6 separate regions of the Mus musculus genome follow, and all the other regions are linked to region 5. A link is a contact called in public Hi-C, HiCAR-type, HiChIP or PLAC-seq and Micro-C data. All regions are on one chromosome and are shown on one strand. Each heading gives the region's core, a stretch centred on a gene start, on an enhancer-like site or on the middle of the called end of the contact. The rest is flanking DNA. Distances are from core to core; before and after follow the strand shown. Region 1 overlaps Ltbp1 (latent transforming growth factor beta binding protein 1). Region 2 overlaps Ltbp1 (latent transforming growth factor beta binding protein 1). Region 3 overlaps Ttc27 (tetratricopeptide repeat domain 27). Region 4 overlaps Ttc27 (tetratricopeptide repeat domain 27). Region 5 holds the start of Ltbp1 (latent transforming growth factor beta binding protein 1). Region 6 overlaps Ttc27 (tetratricopeptide repeat domain 27).

Evidence for each region. HiChIP or PLAC-seq counts read pairs in DNA pulled down with a chosen protein or histone mark. Hi-C and Micro-C count contacts between places; a contact is called where the count stands out from the background. HiCAR-type assays count read pairs that join an accessible place to other places.
Region 1: a contact with region 5 is called in a FOXA1 HiChIP or PLAC-seq map of pancreatic cancer cells. The contact joins the enhancer-like site here to the promoter of Ltbp1 in region 5. A contact is called at or near these places in 4 of 39 promoter capture datasets (the HPC-7 cell line, cranial neural crest, frontonasal cranial neural crest and 1 more), 2 of 484 Hi-C or Micro-C datasets (cumulus cells and muscle stem cells), 2 of 115 datasets of contacts at active chromatin or transcription factors (embryonic fibroblasts and pancreatic cancer cells) and 1 of 9 other capture datasets (adipose tissue).
Region 2: a contact with region 5 is called in an SMC1A HiChIP or PLAC-seq map of the NIH/3T3 cell line, with 7 times the contacts expected there. The contact joins the enhancer-like site here to the promoter of Ltbp1 in region 5. A contact is called at or near these places in 6 of 39 promoter capture datasets (the 3T3-L1 cell line, 3T3-L1-derived adipocytes, the HPC-7 cell line and 3 more), 1 of 15 datasets of contacts at CTCF or cohesin (the NIH/3T3 cell line), 4 of 484 Hi-C or Micro-C datasets (3T3-L1-derived adipocytes, adipose-derived mesenchymal stem cells, embryonic fibroblasts and 1 more), 1 of 115 datasets of contacts at active chromatin or transcription factors (the NIH/3T3 cell line) and 1 of 9 other capture datasets (adipose tissue).
Region 3: a HiCAR-type map of embryonic stem cells shows a contact between it and region 5, with 4 times the contacts expected there. The contact joins the enhancer-like site here to the promoter of Ltbp1 in region 5. A contact is called at or near these places in 10 of 39 promoter capture datasets (the HPC-7 cell line, HPC-7-derived erythroid cells, cranial neural crest and 7 more), 3 of 484 Hi-C or Micro-C datasets (embryonic stem cells and nephron progenitors), 14 of 115 datasets of contacts at active chromatin or transcription factors (craniofacial prominence, embryonic basal ganglia, embryonic hindbrain and 6 more) and 2 of 9 other capture datasets (adipose tissue and pancreatic islet).
Region 4: a contact with region 5 is called in a Hi-C map of nephron progenitors, with 2.2 times the contacts expected there. The contact joins the enhancer-like site here to the promoter of Ltbp1 in region 5. A contact is called at or near these places in 19 of 39 promoter capture datasets (the 3T3-L1 cell line, 3T3-L1-derived adipocytes, the HPC-7 cell line and 11 more), 1 of 484 Hi-C or Micro-C datasets (nephron progenitors), 16 of 115 datasets of contacts at active chromatin or transcription factors (craniofacial prominence, embryonic basal ganglia, embryonic fibroblasts and 10 more) and 4 of 9 other capture datasets (adipose tissue, embryonic stem cells, liver and 1 more).
Region 6: a Micro-C map of the HL-1 cell line shows a contact between it and region 5, with 3 times the contacts expected there. The contact joins the enhancer-like site here to the promoter of Ltbp1 in region 5. A contact is called at or near these places in 22 of 39 promoter capture datasets (the 3T3-L1 cell line, 3T3-L1-derived adipocytes, the C10 cell line and 11 more), 76 of 484 Hi-C or Micro-C datasets (the 3T3-L1 cell line, 3T3-L1-derived adipocytes, the 4T1 cell line and 46 more), 26 of 115 datasets of contacts at active chromatin or transcription factors (T-cell acute lymphoblastic leukemia, bone marrow-derived dendritic cells, bone marrow-derived macrophages and 17 more) and 7 of 9 other capture datasets (adipose tissue, bone marrow-derived macrophages, embryonic stem cells and 4 more).

The regions. Positions count from the first base shown.
Region 1 is chr17:75,254,801-75,257,500 of GRCm38.p6, forward strand. The region is part of intron 9 of Ltbp1 (latent transforming growth factor beta binding protein 1); the gene reads left to right. Among named protein-coding and RNA genes, the nearest start is that of Rasgrp3, 180 kb to the right of the region's middle. Within about 2 kb of position 1,386, at least 45 of the 459 cell types and tissues checked have an H3K27ac peak or open chromatin away from gene starts, as enhancers often do. A contact at or near this core is called in embryonic fibroblasts, muscle stem cells and pancreatic cancer cells, where this site is marked.
Region 2 is chr17:75,198,214-75,200,913 of GRCm38.p6, forward strand. All of the region lies in intron 5 of Ltbp1 (latent transforming growth factor beta binding protein 1), which reads left to right. Among named protein-coding and RNA genes, the nearest start is that of Ltbp1, 190 kb to the left of the region's middle. Within about 2 kb of position 1,313, at least 61 of the 459 cell types and tissues checked have an H3K27ac peak or open chromatin away from gene starts, as enhancers often do. A contact at or near this core is called in the HPC-7 cell line and the NIH/3T3 cell line, where this site is marked.
Region 3 is chr17:74,772,425-74,775,124 of GRCm38.p6, forward strand. All of the region lies in intron 10 of Ttc27 (tetratricopeptide repeat domain 27), which reads left to right. Among named protein-coding and RNA genes, the nearest start is that of Ttc27, 56 kb to the left of the region's middle. Within about 2 kb of position 1,392, at least 12 of the 459 cell types and tissues checked have an H3K27ac peak or open chromatin away from gene starts, as enhancers often do. A contact at or near this core is called in embryonic stem cells and stem cell-derived epiblast-like cells, where this site is marked.
Region 4 is chr17:74,845,051-74,847,750 of GRCm38.p6, forward strand. All of the region lies in intron 16 of Ttc27 (tetratricopeptide repeat domain 27), which reads left to right. Among named protein-coding and RNA genes, the nearest start is that of Gm31759, 100 kb to the right of the region's middle. Within about 2 kb of position 1,316, at least 81 of the 459 cell types and tissues checked have an H3K27ac peak or open chromatin away from gene starts, as enhancers often do. A contact at or near this core is called in 3T3-L1-derived adipocytes, adipose tissue, embryonic fibroblasts and 5 more, where this site is marked.
Region 5 is chr17:75,004,276-75,006,975 of GRCm38.p6, forward strand. Ltbp1 (latent transforming growth factor beta binding protein 1) reads left to right here and starts at 1,254. Exons shown (of 34, transcript NM_019919.4): 1 at 1,254-2,086. The coding sequence starts at 1,611.
Region 6 is chr17:74,795,190-74,797,889 of GRCm38.p6, forward strand. All of the region lies in intron 12 of Ttc27 (tetratricopeptide repeat domain 27), which reads left to right. Among named protein-coding and RNA genes, the nearest start is that of Ttc27, 79 kb to the left of the region's middle. Within about 2 kb of position 1,307, at least 42 of the 459 cell types and tissues checked have an H3K27ac peak or open chromatin away from gene starts, as enhancers often do. A contact at or near this core is called in the C2C12 cell line, the HL-1 cell line, adipose-derived mesenchymal stem cells and 5 more, where this site is marked.

The DNA.
Region 1 (2,700 bases), core at 136-2,635, 250 kb after region 5:
ATTCTATTTTGTGGTGCCTCAGGAAGGCACTGCTAAATTACACTACAGAGAAGTTTGACTCATGAAACAATATGATTTCATTCGGCATAATCTCCTGTAATTGCTATTGAGAGCAAAGCTTAATTTCCCTCCCTTTGTGACATTATTAGTTGGCAAAATGAAATAGAACTTCCTCGAATTACATATATACACTTAGGTTTCCTAGAGCCTTGAAGCTCTTTGATTTTGTTATCCCCAACAGAAATTCAAAAGGAACCCATTAAGCATGTAATTACGTGTGCTTTCCACATTGTTCTCGCAGTCTCCAGTCCTCTCTGTTTACAAAGCACATTTAAAATTAAAGTGATTAATAACTAGAGTTACATTATTTCCTTCAACAAAGTGAATTCATATCCCAGAGCATCTTTTACCAACGTGCGCTGAAAACAAAGAGCCAACTGTGCGCACATTAATTTGAGAAGCTTTCAAATCATTGCCCTTAAAGCTTTTCTTCTCTCTCTCTCCTCTAGTGATTCAGTAATTATCTTTTCAAGAGAATGATTTATGGCATATATATACATGCCTCTCTGAAAGCTGCCCCTCTGTCCTCTGCATGATGGAATTGGTATAATCTGTTTCATCTTTCATAACCAGAAATTTAGCTGTGTTTCCTGGTAGATCTAGAGTGTTCTTCATCTGCCATTTGAATGTTTTGCTCATGGAGACAGTAATGAGAATGCCTACTCTTTTGATTGAAGTATCAAATGCTAGACACTTCTCTCTTCCATAGTGCCTTTCCTTACCATCACTCTACCATGAGATAAGAGCATTTAAAATGCAGATGTGTGCAGTATGGGGGGGGTGAGGCTATACAACTCAATAGTAGTATGTTTGACTGGTGTCTGAGTTTAACCCTCAGCACCACTGAACTGGCCATGATGATAACATTTGTAATCCCAGCACTTTAGGAGCTAGGGATAACAAAATGAATAGTTCAAAGTCATGCTCTTACCTATAGTGAATTAGAGGCAAACCTGATCTACACACGACCCTGTCCTCTAAACCAAGTTAGCTATAAGTCTAAGTGCTAAACAATTTTTTGAAAGCTAACATTTCTCGCTACCCCTAAAATCACTTACCAGTTTCATGACTTTACAGATACAAAAGTCAACATAACTGTTTTCTGCCCTTCAAAAACCTGTCCAAGTACTTCAGATTGTGTCAAACTATGTAACCATAAGATGCCTTACACCTTTTAACACTGGTAGCATGCATGCTGGTTTTTTAATAGATGGTTTTGAAAACCTTTTCAGTGATTCACTGTTCTGAAAATACACACAGGGCATTCCTGAGCTGAACAGAAGGTTTGTCATGAGCTGTGGGTAAGATACACGAGTCCAGCAGGTTGAGTAAGCAGGATGTAATTTGCTTAATTCACTTGCCCACCTCACTGAGCTGTAAGTGACTCAGAATGAGCCTCTCAAAGGAGTTAAGAAGGGCTTGCCCATCACCCTTTCTTTTGCTACCATTTTATTATTATCCTGGTTGTTTTACTTGAGCAAAATAAATGAACAGAACTTGTACTGAATTTGGGCAGTGATACTCATTGCTCAAACTTCCACTGACTGGCTCTTTATAGGTAAAATGTCCCCCTAACGTGTAGCTATAACAGAATTTAGTTAGTCTTAAAAAAAATAAATTGCACATTTTTTAAGGATCATATTTGTTGGTAAATGAAACTCACCTGCAATTGCATTTACAAACTCTTTATGAGTGTGTAATCCATGTGTAGAATAGTGCACAGATACAAAGGTAGAGTTGCATGCTGTCTAGTTCAACGCATTATCACGAAGCAAACATACTTGGATAGTTATTCCCCAGGTCAACAAATAGACTATGTCCTGTACCCTACAACTGACCTGTTTCCCCCAGAAATTTTACTTTCTTCTATTCCAGAAGTAATCAGTGTTCTTACTCTTGTAACTATAGATTAGTTTTGTACCTTTAGAAAATTTTCAATTTTTAATGTATTTTCTATGCCTCCTCCTTGCTTATTTTCCTCCTCCTCCCCTTCTTTCTCTGTTCTCTTATTCCTTTTTCTCCTCCTCCTGCACTTAGCAGCATGTGGCCAACACAGCTATTACTCTGACTGCTGTGAGAATGCCATGTATCACTGTTGTTATTCAGAGCCCCCCCCCCCCCCAACTCCCAGGACTTCCCCTCTGCTCTGAAGTCTTCACTGACTTCTCCATACAGTCTTGCTACCCAGCTTTGACTATAGGAAGTCCCTTCAGTTTCATTGTGGTAAGGAAATTCTCTAGAAAGAAATGGAATCATACATTAGGTGATAAGTCTCTGTATTTGGGAAATAATGCAGATAATTCATTGGTACAAACTAAGAATAGGGTCACTCATACATGATAATTTAATGCTATAAAACATTGAATATTTATTTTGTTTCACCTACCTTCCACCCAGATTCTTCCCAAGAAACCAAAGAATCCAAAAATAAGAAATTGGGGACCTTCTCCAAGGTCTTTGCGATTTTTACTGTGCTGTGTGTAGATCATACAGTTTCTATGAACATAATTTTGCACAGGGCATCTCTTTTAACAGAGGTTGCAGCAGGCTTTTGTTTTATACAGAATACCTCTAGTACAATTGCTTTGCTCTAGTACGTTGTTTATCCAACTTTTTCCTTTATTCGTCTTCTGAAATAAT
Region 2 (2,700 bases), core at 63-2,562, 190 kb after region 5:
CTTTTATGTTCACATTCCAGTGAAGAATCTGATGTTTCAAGTCTGCCCTGTGTCTTACAGGATGCTTGAAGCAGCCTTGGATCATTTGCATTACACTCATATGACCCAGGCTGGATGCTCATTCATCATACAGTAAGGATGATTTTGAACTCCTGATCCTCCTGCTTTCACCTCCAAAGTACTAAGGTTACATATGGATATGGTGTGTGCCACCATATCCGGCTAAATGCTTTGGTTCAGCTGTTTTGCCTTTTTGACCTTAGACATAAGCTCCTAGTGGGAAACACATGAAGACCCTGAAGTTTAATGAGTGGCATATACGTTTATGAAGGAGGAAGAGGAACCTTGGATTTGTAACAGCACTGTGGAGTGCTGTCTGTATGCCCAATGCCCAGTGGCTGAGAAATCAGGGGTCTGCAGGCATTCTATAGATGAGGTTAAATAACTGCTCAGCACCATGGAGCAAGTTTGTTTGAAAAGGCAGGTTTGAAGCTCAGAATCCAGTACTGTGTTCTCCTGTACCCACCGTTGTTTCATGCTGTCTTCTCTATGCTGGAGTGGACGTGTAGTCCAAGTTGAGAACCCTGGCACTGGACTCTCATCCATGCTGTCAAATGGGAGTGATGAGCTTTGAGAGGTTTTCCTATCTAGAGAGTTTGAAGGTGACTCCCTGAGGGTGCTGTTGCTCTGAGGAAGGACTGGTAGTGAATGAGAGGTGATGTCAGGGGGACTTTGTCCCAGGTGATGAAATGCAAATATACGTTCCTGGATTATTACCCAATTAAGGTGAGGATAAGAGCTATTGGGTACCCAGGAGAAGCTGAGATGACATTACTCAAGGCAGACTATATGTGTAAAACAGAATATATCTCAATTATTACACAAACCTTTGTTGGGCATGAGAACAAGCATGGGGTGTCACATAAACTTCATACAGACTGAAGTGGAGAATTTTGAAGGCAGTTCTTGGGGATTCATGATTCTAAATACAAGTCCTCACCTAGAGTAGCGTCCTCAAGTCCTGCAGGAAGTCAGATCCTCATTCCTAGTCACAGAAAGTGGCTTCCTACCCCTGAGAGCTGCTGTGGGCCTGGACAGGAATGATACTAAGTTCTGAGTGATTTCTGGGTCATCCCAGAGGAAGACATGAGATGAGAGTCCTCAGTGTTTTCTGGAAATCCAGGTGGGCTTAACTCCTCTCCAGCTACCAACTGGAGGGTTTCCCAATTGATCATTGAACAGACGTGAAGAGAGAAAGCAGGTCTGATTCATAGACATTGTGTTCACCTAAATGCCCCACCGTCTTTTTGGAGAGATGTAAAGTCTCTTTCCTGTGATTCACATGTATTACTCAGAATCCTTGTACTTACTGGACTCTAAAGCAGAGATTCAGGTTTGGGGGAAGTAACTTTTAAACACTGCAAATAGTGAGTCCTTCTCTCCTTCCCTCTCCTCTAATGCCAATATGGGTTATAGAGCTAGGCAGCTCTGATGTCAGAAAATACTCCCCTTCCAAGTGGTAAGAACACTGGGTGGACCTCTTCCCCATTCTTCAATAGGGAAGACACATTGTTAGTCTAGCGCATCGTATGATGAAACAGGAAACATGTTATCTTTGTGACTCAGCTGTGGCAAAACGCAAATGTCAGTCAGACAATGAGATGGGAATACAGGGGCTTAAGGTCCCTAAGCTTGCTTCTGAAAGAGGACAAAGCATCGGCTGGCGAGTGGTGGCTGTGGTCATGACAGCTGTGTGTGTCCTTGTCTCTTCTCGGCCCTGCCTAGGTCCTTCTCGTAATGTCAGAGATAAGCATTTTTGCTTGTCATTGTGTCTTATACTTCCTGGATACACTGTCACAAATAATGAGAACGTCGAGTCCTTCAGGCTGAGCCAGTGAATGGCATCCACTCTTCTGAACTTTGGATGCTTGCTGGGTAGTCAAGGCCTGGCTTTTCAGTCATTTAGCAGGCAACACAGAGAGTTTGAGTGTTCAGAGAGCTGCCAGTCATTGTTTAATGCTTTAGAGAACATCACAGGTTCTAAATCCAGGGAGGAATTTTTATTCTTCTTCTCTCTCTCTCTCTCAAAAAATTCTTTAGTTGATTTATATGTCTCTGTGTGTATATGCACACATGTGGGTGCAGGACCTGCCTAAGCCAGAAGAGAACACTGGATCCCCTGGAGCTGAAGTTACAGGCAAATGTCAGCTGCCCTTTGTGGGTTCTGGGAACTGAGCTGATATCCTCTGGAAGGACAAGTGTTTTTAATCACGGAGACATCTCTCCAGCCCATCTTCTGTTTCTCAGTTTTTGTCATTTAATTTCTTAAATCAAATTTTTATAAGCTAAAAAGGCAGGAATGCTGGGAGGTGGCTTCCTTGGTAAAATGCTTGCTGTGCACACATAAGAACCTGAGCTAGATCTCCAGTGCCAACGGAAAGGCTAGATGTGGTAGTGGGTCTCTGTAATCTCAGTGCTAGGGCCTCTGGAGCCTGATGGATCCTTGGGGTCCTGACCAATGTAACTGAGTTAGCCAGCTCCAGGTTGGATGAGAGATACTATTTCAGAAGTTAAGGTAGAAAGCAATTGAGGAAGATCCCCAAGGTTGACCTCTGGCCTCCTCATGTATATACATGCATGATCAGGAATACACACACACACACACACACACACACACACACACACACACACACAAATTCA
Region 3 (2,700 bases), core at 142-2,641, 230 kb before region 5:
ATCTCTGGTCCATTTTGAGTTAGTTTTTGTACAAAGTGGTAGATACAGGCCAATTTCACTCTTCATGTAGGTGTCTGTTTCTCTCAGCACCATTTGTTGAAGATGCTGCCTTTTCTCCAGTGTTTTGGCATCTTTGTCCAGATGGTTGTAGTTCTAGGTACTCATGCGTGGGTCTTCAGTCTTGTTCCATCCAGCTTAATGTGGTGATGATAGTACATGAAAACAAAATTCCTTTACAGTCTCTCAGAAATTTTGAAGATTCAAAGGAGCTTGAAGTCAGAAGTTTTAAGAGTTTTACGAGTGCTGACCCAGGGTGTGGCTAAGGGAGTGGGTACCCGTGTGGCTCCCAAGCCTCCCCAGGCTCCCCTGTTGGTTTGCCTTCACTGTGGAAGCATGAAGGGGGCTCCAGCTCTTCCAGCTCCCGTTAGCAACAGCAGCGGAACAAGTCCTGATTTCCGTGTTCTAGATTTGAGTGCAGTGAAGAGTGGGCAAGCGCAGTTCTCAGTGTTCCTCCAGCAAGAGGCTGCTTTTCACTTCGCAGTCTGCTCATTGTCCAAGAAGAGATGATACAAGGCTTAGAAAAAGCTGTCCAGTCACTTTACCTGGCTTTCTATTTCTCACAGGTGTCATCCTATAATTATTATGTAATACTGGCTTAACGTAGGTTTAAGGGTGCTGTTGGAACTTGGTAGATTTTAGTTGTAATTCTCCTTCCCACAGAGACTTTCATTTTCCTTGAGAGTCTGAGTGGCAGTCTACTTGATTGCTCGATTTGTAAATCACAGTTAAGTTCAGGCTCCTGTCAAAGAGAAGAAAGCTGTTTCACCTGACTGTTGATATATTTGGTTAAGTACATTCTTTCAGATTTTAAAAATAAGTTCTATCCTGCTTATACAAAGATTGCACAGCAAATCAAATCAAAGGTGATCTGGCATGTGATCAGTCAGACCTTTTAGATTATCAGCTAGTCTCTATTGGCTCTTCAGAAAGTCCAAACACTTTGATATCCTTCTAGTGAGAATGGATTGCTTCAGTGACAGGGGAGGCCCTTTGGGTCAGCTCTGCTTCTTTGAAGATGTGTGCGCATACACTCAGATGCAAGCACACAAAGTTTTAATTATACCAGACCCAGTGCAGAATTGCCTCATGTACTAAATCATTCTCTGTGCAAACTTTAAGTTGTAGTCTTGATCTTCTGTAGGGTTTTCTGGGAAAATCTTTACTGAAAACAGCACCAAAAGGGAGACACACCTTTGATTCTGCAGCTTCATTCACTCTGACCCACGAGACTGCAGCTCCTGGAGATTGGGCATTGTTCTGATCGGTGGGTGGCTGGGCCTCCATCTATACAATGACTTTGCTTTTAGAAGGAGTTTAGGAGAAATGTCCTTAAAAGGAAGTAATCAAATTGAAAACAACAGGGGCAGTGGTGTGTATCTTAGCCCAGCATTTGGGGAGGCTGACGGGAGGACGCTGGAAAGCTTGAGATCCGCTGGCTTACCTGTGGGTTGTGGGGAGGCCCCACTTTTGGACACCTGGTTTTGCTCCCAGTGAATATACGTGATACTTGAGATTAGTAACTGGTACCAACAACCAGTGTATCTTAAGTGTCTGATGGGACTGAGTGGGTAAGAGCACTTGTTGCTCTTGCAGACGACCCTGCTGCCATTCCTTGCACCCACAACCATCTGCAATCCCATTTCCATGGAATCTGATGCCCTGAGCTCTGCAGGCAAGAGGCACACAAGTGGGACCCATGGAAGGCAAAACAGTAAATAAAGCTACAGAAATGAAGAGAGATTTAAAACAACCATAAAGCTACCAAAGCTTTCATGAGATTTGCTGAAGGGGCAAGAACTACTTTTAAAATCCTTTCATAGGCGAATGCCCTGAGGTTAAATGATCCTTTCTTTGTGGGTAGACCTGGAAGAGAATTTAGGTCATTGGTAATGTCAGCTCTGATTTTCCTATTGACCGAGCCTGTGAGGATTCCAGTTTGTTTGAATATGGTAAAATTATCTCAAAACTTGCTAAAAATTAATTAATTTGCTCGGAAAATCTAGTAACCCACTATTGCCAGCGAGGGCCCTTGCCTCAGAGACTCCACACCCACCCCGTGTAATACCACCAACTGGAGATTTAAGTGTGCAAACTCACGAGCTGTTGGAGGATATTTCACCTCAAACAATGGCAGGATTTGTTAGGATGTATTAGTAAATTAGCAAATCAAAAAAAAGTACTCGGAACTCAGTGGAGGAACTCCACCCTTTTTGTCTGTTAGTTTAATGTTCTTAGTTTTAGTGGTGGCTAAATGCTACTCCGCTTAAGAGATTGTCAGGCTTAAGAGAGCAAGAAGTCTAGTCTGTGCAGGAAAAAAGTGCTCAGGTGCCAGGTGAATCTGTATTACTAGTGGGGCCAGTTCAGCTCTTATAGGGAGCTCACACGCGTGGTTCTCAGCCTGTGCGGCGGTGACATGTCAGGACTTTACATTATATTCATCACAGCAGCAGCATTACAGTTGTGAAGCAACAGCAACAATAATTTTATGGTTGGGTCACCACAACATGAGGAACTGCATTAAAGGGTCTCAGCATCAGGAAGGCTGAGAAGCGCTGTGTAGACTGTTGACTCTATTCTGTTTGGTGGTCTTTGCTGCTTCAGAGAGCATCGAGTCCATCAGACATAGATACCCATCCAGAA
Region 4 (2,700 bases), core at 66-2,565, 160 kb before region 5:
TCTAATATAATCCGACTCCCATTTTTGTCACTGCAGAGTCCTATTTATGTTCCAGTTTAGTCAGTTGAGCCACCACCCTTCCCCCAACTAAGAAACAGCTTTGAGGCTTCTGTTACCACAGCTCACTGTCGCTTTCCTCGAGTATCACAAAACTGTCCCGTGTAGCTGTGTGTCGGTGGTATTCTTTGTGTAGATTTCTGGCAGATATTTTCTTTGGAGTCATGAAAAGGTGCTATTGATGGTCAGCAGGGCAGGTTGCCAACCAAATTAAAGTCTGAGAATAAATGATGATTGAGTATTACCTGAGAGAAAGAGAGAGGAAACAGGCTCACTTTGTATAAATTACAGCTTTGGAAAATAGATGCTATCTCTGTTTTACTGGAGGAACCTGAGGCTCAGCAAGGTAAGCTAATAAAGTAGATGTGTTTTAGCTGGCAGGCAGTAGAAGGCAGGAAAGCCAGGGCTGGAAATCTGGCTCGCACGTGTGTGTGTGTGTGTGTGTGTGTGTGTGTGTGTGTGTGTGTGTGTGTGTACGTGTGTGTACGTGTGTGTACGTGTGTGTGTGCTCGTGAGTATACACATGCAGATGTATGCATACATGTGCCTGTGGAGGCCAGTGATCCCGTGTTAGTTGTGCCTCATCACCTTATTTTCATAGGCAGGGTCTCTCACTGAGGTGGAACCTGTGCACCTGGCAAGCATAGACAGCCAGTGAGCCCCAGCCATCCTCCTGTCTCTGCCTCCCTAGTTCTAGGATTATAGGCGCACCTGGTACGAGGGGTGCTGCAGATTCAAACTGAGGGCTTCACATTTTGAGCAAGGACATTACTCACTGAGCCATTTTCCTAGCACCAATCCATCACAACCCCTTAGAGCTTTTTGTTTTGTTTTTGTTATCAAGAAGGAACACAAAGGAAAATGCTCAGCTTCTGTCTTCTCTTCCTAATGAGGCTTTTGGGAATCCAAGAGTTAGGTTATCAGTCCAGGAAACAGCATCTTACTTGGAGAACTCCAAGTAGAGCAGAGTTAGGCAAACAGTGGAGGTGGGAAATTGCTTCATTTCTGGCCTGAAGCCCATCTGGAAGTTTTTGTAACAGGACCCGAGGTAGTCCTATTCCTTCCTGCTCTGAAGACCTCCAGGATTCAGAGGGCTGAACTCTGTGCAGCAGGCCAAGACTGTGATGAGATTTGGCTGAGGACGTCAAGGTTAGTGTGTTAGGGGAGAAGATGGAAATGCTCTTTTGCCAGACTGGCCAGCGTTTGTTTATGTTAGAACTGCCTCTCTGTTATGTGTGAGGCCTTCGCTCTTCCAGGACCTGTGTGGTGCTCACACAGCTGCACTTGGTACATTCCTCAAGCGTGGTCTGGCATAGAGGGGAGACATAGATGTTGAGCATAAAACACAAAACCAAACAACACAAGCCCCACCATCTGCCAGCCAAGAAAACCGAGCAGCTGGGAACAGCGGTGTCCAAGTACTGAGAGGCTGAGGCTGAGGGTCACAGTGTGAGGCCAGCCCAGGCCATTTAACACAACTTAACAAAAGAGGTGAGGGGCAAATTAGGACATTGTCAGGTTTTAAACCTCCAGGGATTTGTCACTGCAAGCCTCCCCTTCGGGAGCTTCTGACAGGGGTGTGGAGTGTTTGGATGCTGACTCATCAAGTCAGATGCTGACTCAGCCTGGATGAAGGGACACATGTCACACTCGATTCAGTGCATAAACATTATTGTAATAGGTTTATTACAATAAACTCTTTGTTTTCTACATGCTTCATCTACAGTTGGTTTTCTGTACAGTTTGTAATGAATTCGTTTAAAGAATTTGGTTTACATATGAAGTACACAATATCTAAAGACAGTCTGTTGACATAAACATTAGAAAGAGGCACCTGTGGAATTACAGAAGCAAGCGTTTTCACATTATTGAATTTTATACAAATGCCTGTAGTACTCTGTAAAACTAAAACTATGGCTTCCGTGTTTTCCTCAAGTGCACTTTCTAGATGAGGTTAACTCTCAAATTAGTCTCAGTAGATTTGAAAGGAATATTTTATAAAGTATCTTTTCCACAGGAAAACAACAACAACCAAAAAGAAAACAAAAACAAAAGTAAAACAAAAAATTTACAGAATGATGAAAAGTAAAGAACATGCTCTTAAATACCCAGCAGCTGTGCTGGTTGGAATGAGAACACCTGTAGATTTGATTGCTTGATCACTAGGGAGTGCCACCACTTGAAAGGATTAGAAGGTGTGGCTTTGCACATTTCAAGCTCAGGCTGGGACCTGTCTCTGTCTCTGTCTCTGTCTCTGTCTCTGTCTCCCCTCTTCTCTTCTCTTCTCCTCTCCTCTCTTTTCCCCCTCCCCCTCCTCCCTCTCCTCCCACCCTACCTCCACCCCTGCTGTCTGTGGATCTGGATGTAGAACTCTCAGCTCTCAGCTATTTATCCAGCACTATGTCTGCCTGCATGCTGCCATGCTCCTCATCATGTTAAAAATTGAGTAAACCTCTGAAAAACTTTAAGCGAGCCCCAGTTAATTGCTGTCCTGTCCTTGTGGCAGCTCTTCATAGCAGTAGAACACCTAGTAACACAGTAGATTAAATGAAAAATCAGAAAGTAGGTCTTAGGAGACACTTAGAAGTCCTAATAAGTTGGACATTTATGGCTAGCTGGATATTCATTTTAAAACACAGGAGA
Region 5 (2,700 bases), core at 4-2,503:
TCTGGAAGCCTGTGTTCAGGCTGCTGGCCTCCAGGCCCACTTCCCTCAGAGCAAACGCTCACCAGTATTTCTGTAATGTGCAGAGAAAAGTAGGTGACTAGATTAGTCCTCAGCTTGGAATGATTTTTCCCACTATCAGTATTTCTGAAATTATTCTCACTTGCTATCAGTTGTCCTAAGCGGATGCAGGGAAAACCCTCAAACAAAGAACAATCAAAATTACTAATATGTGAGAAAACCCAAGCCTGGGAAAAGACCCTTTTTAATTCACTTAAAAATATTTATTTATTTTATGTGTGTCACTGCTTTGTCTGAATATGTGTATGGGCGCCTGAATGTCAGAAGAGAGCATCAAACCTCCTGGAACTGGAATTTTGGATGGTTGGGAATCTAATCCAGGTCCCCTGAAAGAGCAGCCAGTGCACTTAACCACTGAATTATTGCTCCAGTCCCGGGCCTTTAAAAAATTGTTTTAAAAAATATACAGTTATTATCATGGACTTTTGATTGCAGTCATGTAAAAACAGCATTCATTCTGTTGACATTGTCTTAATTCAGATGTTAGCAGTAAAGACGTCATTTCCTGGTTTTCTTCAAACTCTGTTTTGCACGAGAGAGAGAGAGAGAGAGAGAGAGAGAGAGAGAGAGAGAGAGAGAGAGAGAGAAATTCCTAAATGCTCCATTCCACTCCACTGCAAGGACCACCGGCAGGGCAGCCTCTGCGATTTTCTTCATCTACACGGGCGCCCCCTGCTGCCCATCCCGCATTCTTGACCCTCCAATGTCAGGAGCAGGGTACCACAAAGTCTTCCGGAGGTTGCAGTCCTAAAGAAAACCTTCCTTCAGACTAATAGAGCTAATCACTTTCCAATGGACAGCTCACGCTACCTCGGATAGCCTTTTCTGGGACCGGACCTAGTGTTTTAATCCAACTTCTGCAGACAGTATCCGAGCAAACTCGAGTAAAAGTGCCTGCGCTTCCAAACTGTATTACTCGAATCCTTTCCGGCTGCTAGAAGGAAAGGGCCGTTCCCTCACCTTGCTGAGCCCTTTGTCTTTTCCTGGCGCTGGGGAGCGGGAATCCCTGTCCACCCGACCCATAGCCCCAATATCTGGATGCGGAGGGTGGCGGCTCATTCTCCGGCTCATCTCGAGCTTTCCCCAATTAGGATTTGCTGCCTGACGTCACGTCTGCTGCAGATTGGCTGTTCAGATCTGACACAGGGCTCCACCGGGGAGAAGAAACTTTTAAAAGACTTTGCAGCCGGGGCTGCCTCTGAGCGTCCAGCGCTCACGGTCGTCCTTGCTCACCCTCGCGGGGTTGGCGCCCGTAGCACCCCAGCCGCACCCGGCGACACCTCGTCTGAGCCAGGGGACCCTCACCTTGAGCAGCTCGCGCCCCTCCCCTCCTCTCCACCCCAACTCCCGCCCCCTGCTCGCCTCCACTCCCGGCTGGGGTCCGCTGCCGCTCAGCCGCCCGCAAAGCTCCCTCCCCTGCGGCCACCCAGTTGGTCTCCACCCCGCGGCGCACGGGCTCTCCGCAGAGTCCTTGGGGATACCGAGGGAGCGCGCCGGGGCAGGACGAGCCGCGCGGCCGGAGACTGCCCGCGATGGCGGGAGCCTGGCTCAGGTGGGGTCTCCTGCTCTGGGCAGGGCTGCTAGCGTGGTCTGCGCACGGCCGGGTGCGGAGGATCACGTACGTGGTGCGCCCGGGCCCGGGACTGCCGGCCGGAGCCTTGCCTCTGGCTGGGCCCCCGCGGACCTTCAACGTCGCACTGGACGCCAGGTACAGCCGGAGCTCAACAGCCGCCTCCAGCCGCGCCTTGGCTGGGCCCCCAGCCGAGCGGACCCGGCGCACCAGCCAGCCCGGCGGCGCGGCCCTGCCGGGGCTCCGATCTCCGCTGCCACCCGAGCCCGCGCGTCCGGGGGGGCCCAGCCGGCAGCTCCACTCTAAGGCGGGTGCTCAGACCGCGGTCACTCGCTTCGCCAAACATGGCAGGCAAGTCGTGCGCTCCCAAGTGCAGCAGGACGCTCAGAGCGCCGGGGGCTCCAGACTGCAGGTTCAGCAGAAGCAGCAGCTGCAGGGGTAAGCCCACGCTCTGCCTGCCTCGCGCGCCGGGACCCGCCGAGGCCCGGGAACCGTCTCCTCCCCGCCGGAGGCGCTGCGGGAAGGGGTGGGCACGGGGGAAGCCCGCTCACTTTTTACTGGTGTTTAACTCTCAGTGCATTGTTACCCAGCTGCGGGGGAAACACAAAAGGCATTTATTTCTTCCCCGGGGCGTAACCTCCTGTGCGCAAACCCTTCTGCTCCTAGACTATGGGCGTAAACATGAAGTCACTACAGCTTAATCCCAAGGCATCAATTAAACTTCTTGCAACTCGGTTTTTTATTTTGGTTTACCTAATGAAAAAGGGATTGTGAGTGAAAGCTGGCTCTAAAGACCCAGCTCTCCTTGAGCATCCCAGAAATTGTATACTTGGGTTTCCTGGCACCTGTGGGTCCTAAATTGGTAAGGGGCTGGGGGTGAGACTCCACGTGAACAGCAGTAGGAATTAAAGTTTGTTATTCGGTGCTGGTAAGTATCCCCACTGAACGGCTTTAACCCCATTAATCACAAGTTAGGATGGGGGCGACTTAATTTGGACATACGCCCCCCCCCCCCCCCCGCAGGGATGGATTCTCGGGGTGATCTCACTCTT
Region 6 (2,700 bases), core at 57-2,556, 210 kb before region 5:
TCTCATTTGTCTCTGGTTTAACACCTCCAGAATCTTTTTGATCCCAAGATTTTCTCTCTATAAATTAAAACCTTTCAGTGGCTTCTATGTGTGAATTTATGTGTCTAGAAGCCATGACTAATAGGATGAATGGTGCAGGCATCAGTCTTAGGTGAAGTAATGTAGATTGGGAGAGAGAGGACTGCTGCCTCTGCTGGTATAGGGGCCAGAAGAAGTTGGAAGTTTCTGTTTCTTGACTAATCCAAAAGTTCTTGAGTCTGGTGTTTCATGACCATTGGCCTCTTCTGCGCCTGGCTGTGATGGAGTAACTGGTCCCGTGGCTCACTCTCCTGCATTTCCTGTGCTATGTATGAGTCTGCCCAAAACATAGTGGCTCAAACCCACGTAATCACCCCTTCAAGATGTTTGTTTCTCCTGTGTCTCTGTGCCACAGGAATCTGGGGAGAGCTTGACTTCTGGGGAGAGCTTGACTTCTGGGGAGAGCTTGACTTCTGGGGAGAGCTTGACTGGGCTTTGGGATTTCTCAGAAGTTACAATTAGCTGGTGGTGAAGTGGGCACTTCATGGGGTGTGTCCTGGGGCTTAGGATGCCCCACCAACAGGTCCTCTACACTTCCAATAGCCTGAGGCCAGCTGGGATTCTTGTCCTCATCTCAAGGCTTCTCTGGGTGGCTTTTCCTCAGGAATCAGCAGGGCTCCAGCCCAGTGTCCCGGAGAAGTTCCCAGCTTCTAAGGTCACTCAGTGTTGTTTTTGCCATAGTCCCAAGTGCATCCACAGCATTTGCTAAAGAATAAAAAGCAAAAACAATGTATAGCTAAAATTCCATTGAGAAAATAATAATAATAAAGTGGAACCTATTTGATTGCCTCCGGCTTTGCCCAGCGCTAACGTCTGAGTCTGCCCAGCTGTGCTCCCGCAGTCCTGTGGCCTGACAGCCACCAGCGCAGCAGACCCTCTGCGAGCATCAGAAATCCTCTGGTTCACCGCCCTGAGGATGGAAAACACCAAGGGCCGTTCCTTTCCCTTCCTTCAGCTGTCTGAGTGGGTCTGGAAGCAGCTGGCCTGTCTCTCACTGTCTACCTTCATGGTGCCCTGTCTCTCAGCAGACAAAGCTCTGAGCTTGTAGGTGCTGTAGTCTAAGGCACCAAGAAGACAATTCCAGAATTCCTTCTTCAGCGGGTGTCATGGACTTGCCGGCGTTTGTTCCCTTCACAGTCATGGCATCAGATTGCCAGGAGACAGTGCATGTGGCCACATCTGCAGTGTGGTGGCTGATGTTTATTCCAGACCACAGAATCCACTATAACGGAATAGAAATGGAAGGGATTTTATGTGAGTCAGCTTTGGAATTTGTGGAATGGTGTGGTGCAAAGTTTAAATGCCTTCCTGTCAAGAGAAATGCTTTGAACCACACTGTAAGCTTATTGGTGTGGCCACTATCGTATGACGTTTTTGTTAACTGTTTGTCTTTATGGCTCACAGAGTTTTGTTCAGATACATTAAAAACCATTTTATTATTTGGTAATAGAGGAAACTTGTATCCTAAAACATTGAACTATAAAATTTCATATTTGTTTTGGCTTATGATTATTTTCCCTTGGAAATTGTTTTGTACATTTTCAGTCCATGTCCAGAGTACACCTGACAGTCTGTATTACCTGTACTTCATCACAAATGCAAAAGCACCAGCATTTGGAAAAGTTCATTCCTTATTTAAAAAGAGTTCAAAACTTAGATACCTTACAGATACATGGAACTTAAACTAAATCTAGTATATAGACTTTCAGGTTGCCAGTGTATCAGAACAGGGTGGCAGATGGGGGTGAGGTAAGTTGAGGATTCCTAGTAGTCATAAGCGTAGTCACGTGATAGGCAGCCTTGTATTGAGGGTGATCTTTAAGTTGGTCTTTAAGCTGACCGCCTGGAGGAGCCACATGTGCCTGGTGTTGGTGTCACCAAGCAGGCTGCCCTGCCTGGATGGGAGTCATGGGTAAACAAGGAGAACTTGGGGTAAGTGTCAGATCGTACACACTGGACAGCCGTAATTAGGTTGTGAGCAGCAGCAAGTTGGACCTGCTGGAGTGAACAGATCCAGCTGAAGCCTTGGGAATCAAGGTCCCCTGGCTCTGCAGCTCAGTGTAGGCCCATGATTCCTTAGCCTTTGATAGCTCCAGCTTCAGCCTTCTGAATAACAGAACTCTGAGACCCTTGGTTCTAAAGGACGGACAGCCCCCTGGAGCCTGTGCAGTGCCCGCTCTTTCTCTGCCACCTCTTTCTAACCTTGCTTCTACCTGTTCTCTGTCCTTTTTCCCTCCACTGCCTCTTTGTTACTGCGTTGTGCTCTCTTGAACCGTTTAACTCCTCCTTCAGATAGGCACCCCAGCCACCTTGCTCCTTTAATGTCGTGGCCTCCTGACTTCCCAGCTCTGCTTCCTGAGGTGTCACAGCTCCTCTGTTGCTGCTTTTGCTGACCGCTCAGCTGCTGCTGCCATGGTCCTCTGCCACTTCTGCCACTGCTGCTGTCTGTAGTCAGTGTACTTCTTTCTCCTCCTTACCAGCTCTGCCCACAGTACTAGAAGCAGGCGAGAAAGAAAGGACAACTAAAGAAAATCCTTTGGGGGGAGTGAGTGTGTGTGTGTGTGTCTTAGCCCACTCACTAAATTAGGGTACACAACCTACTTATATAGACAGAGAAGGGGT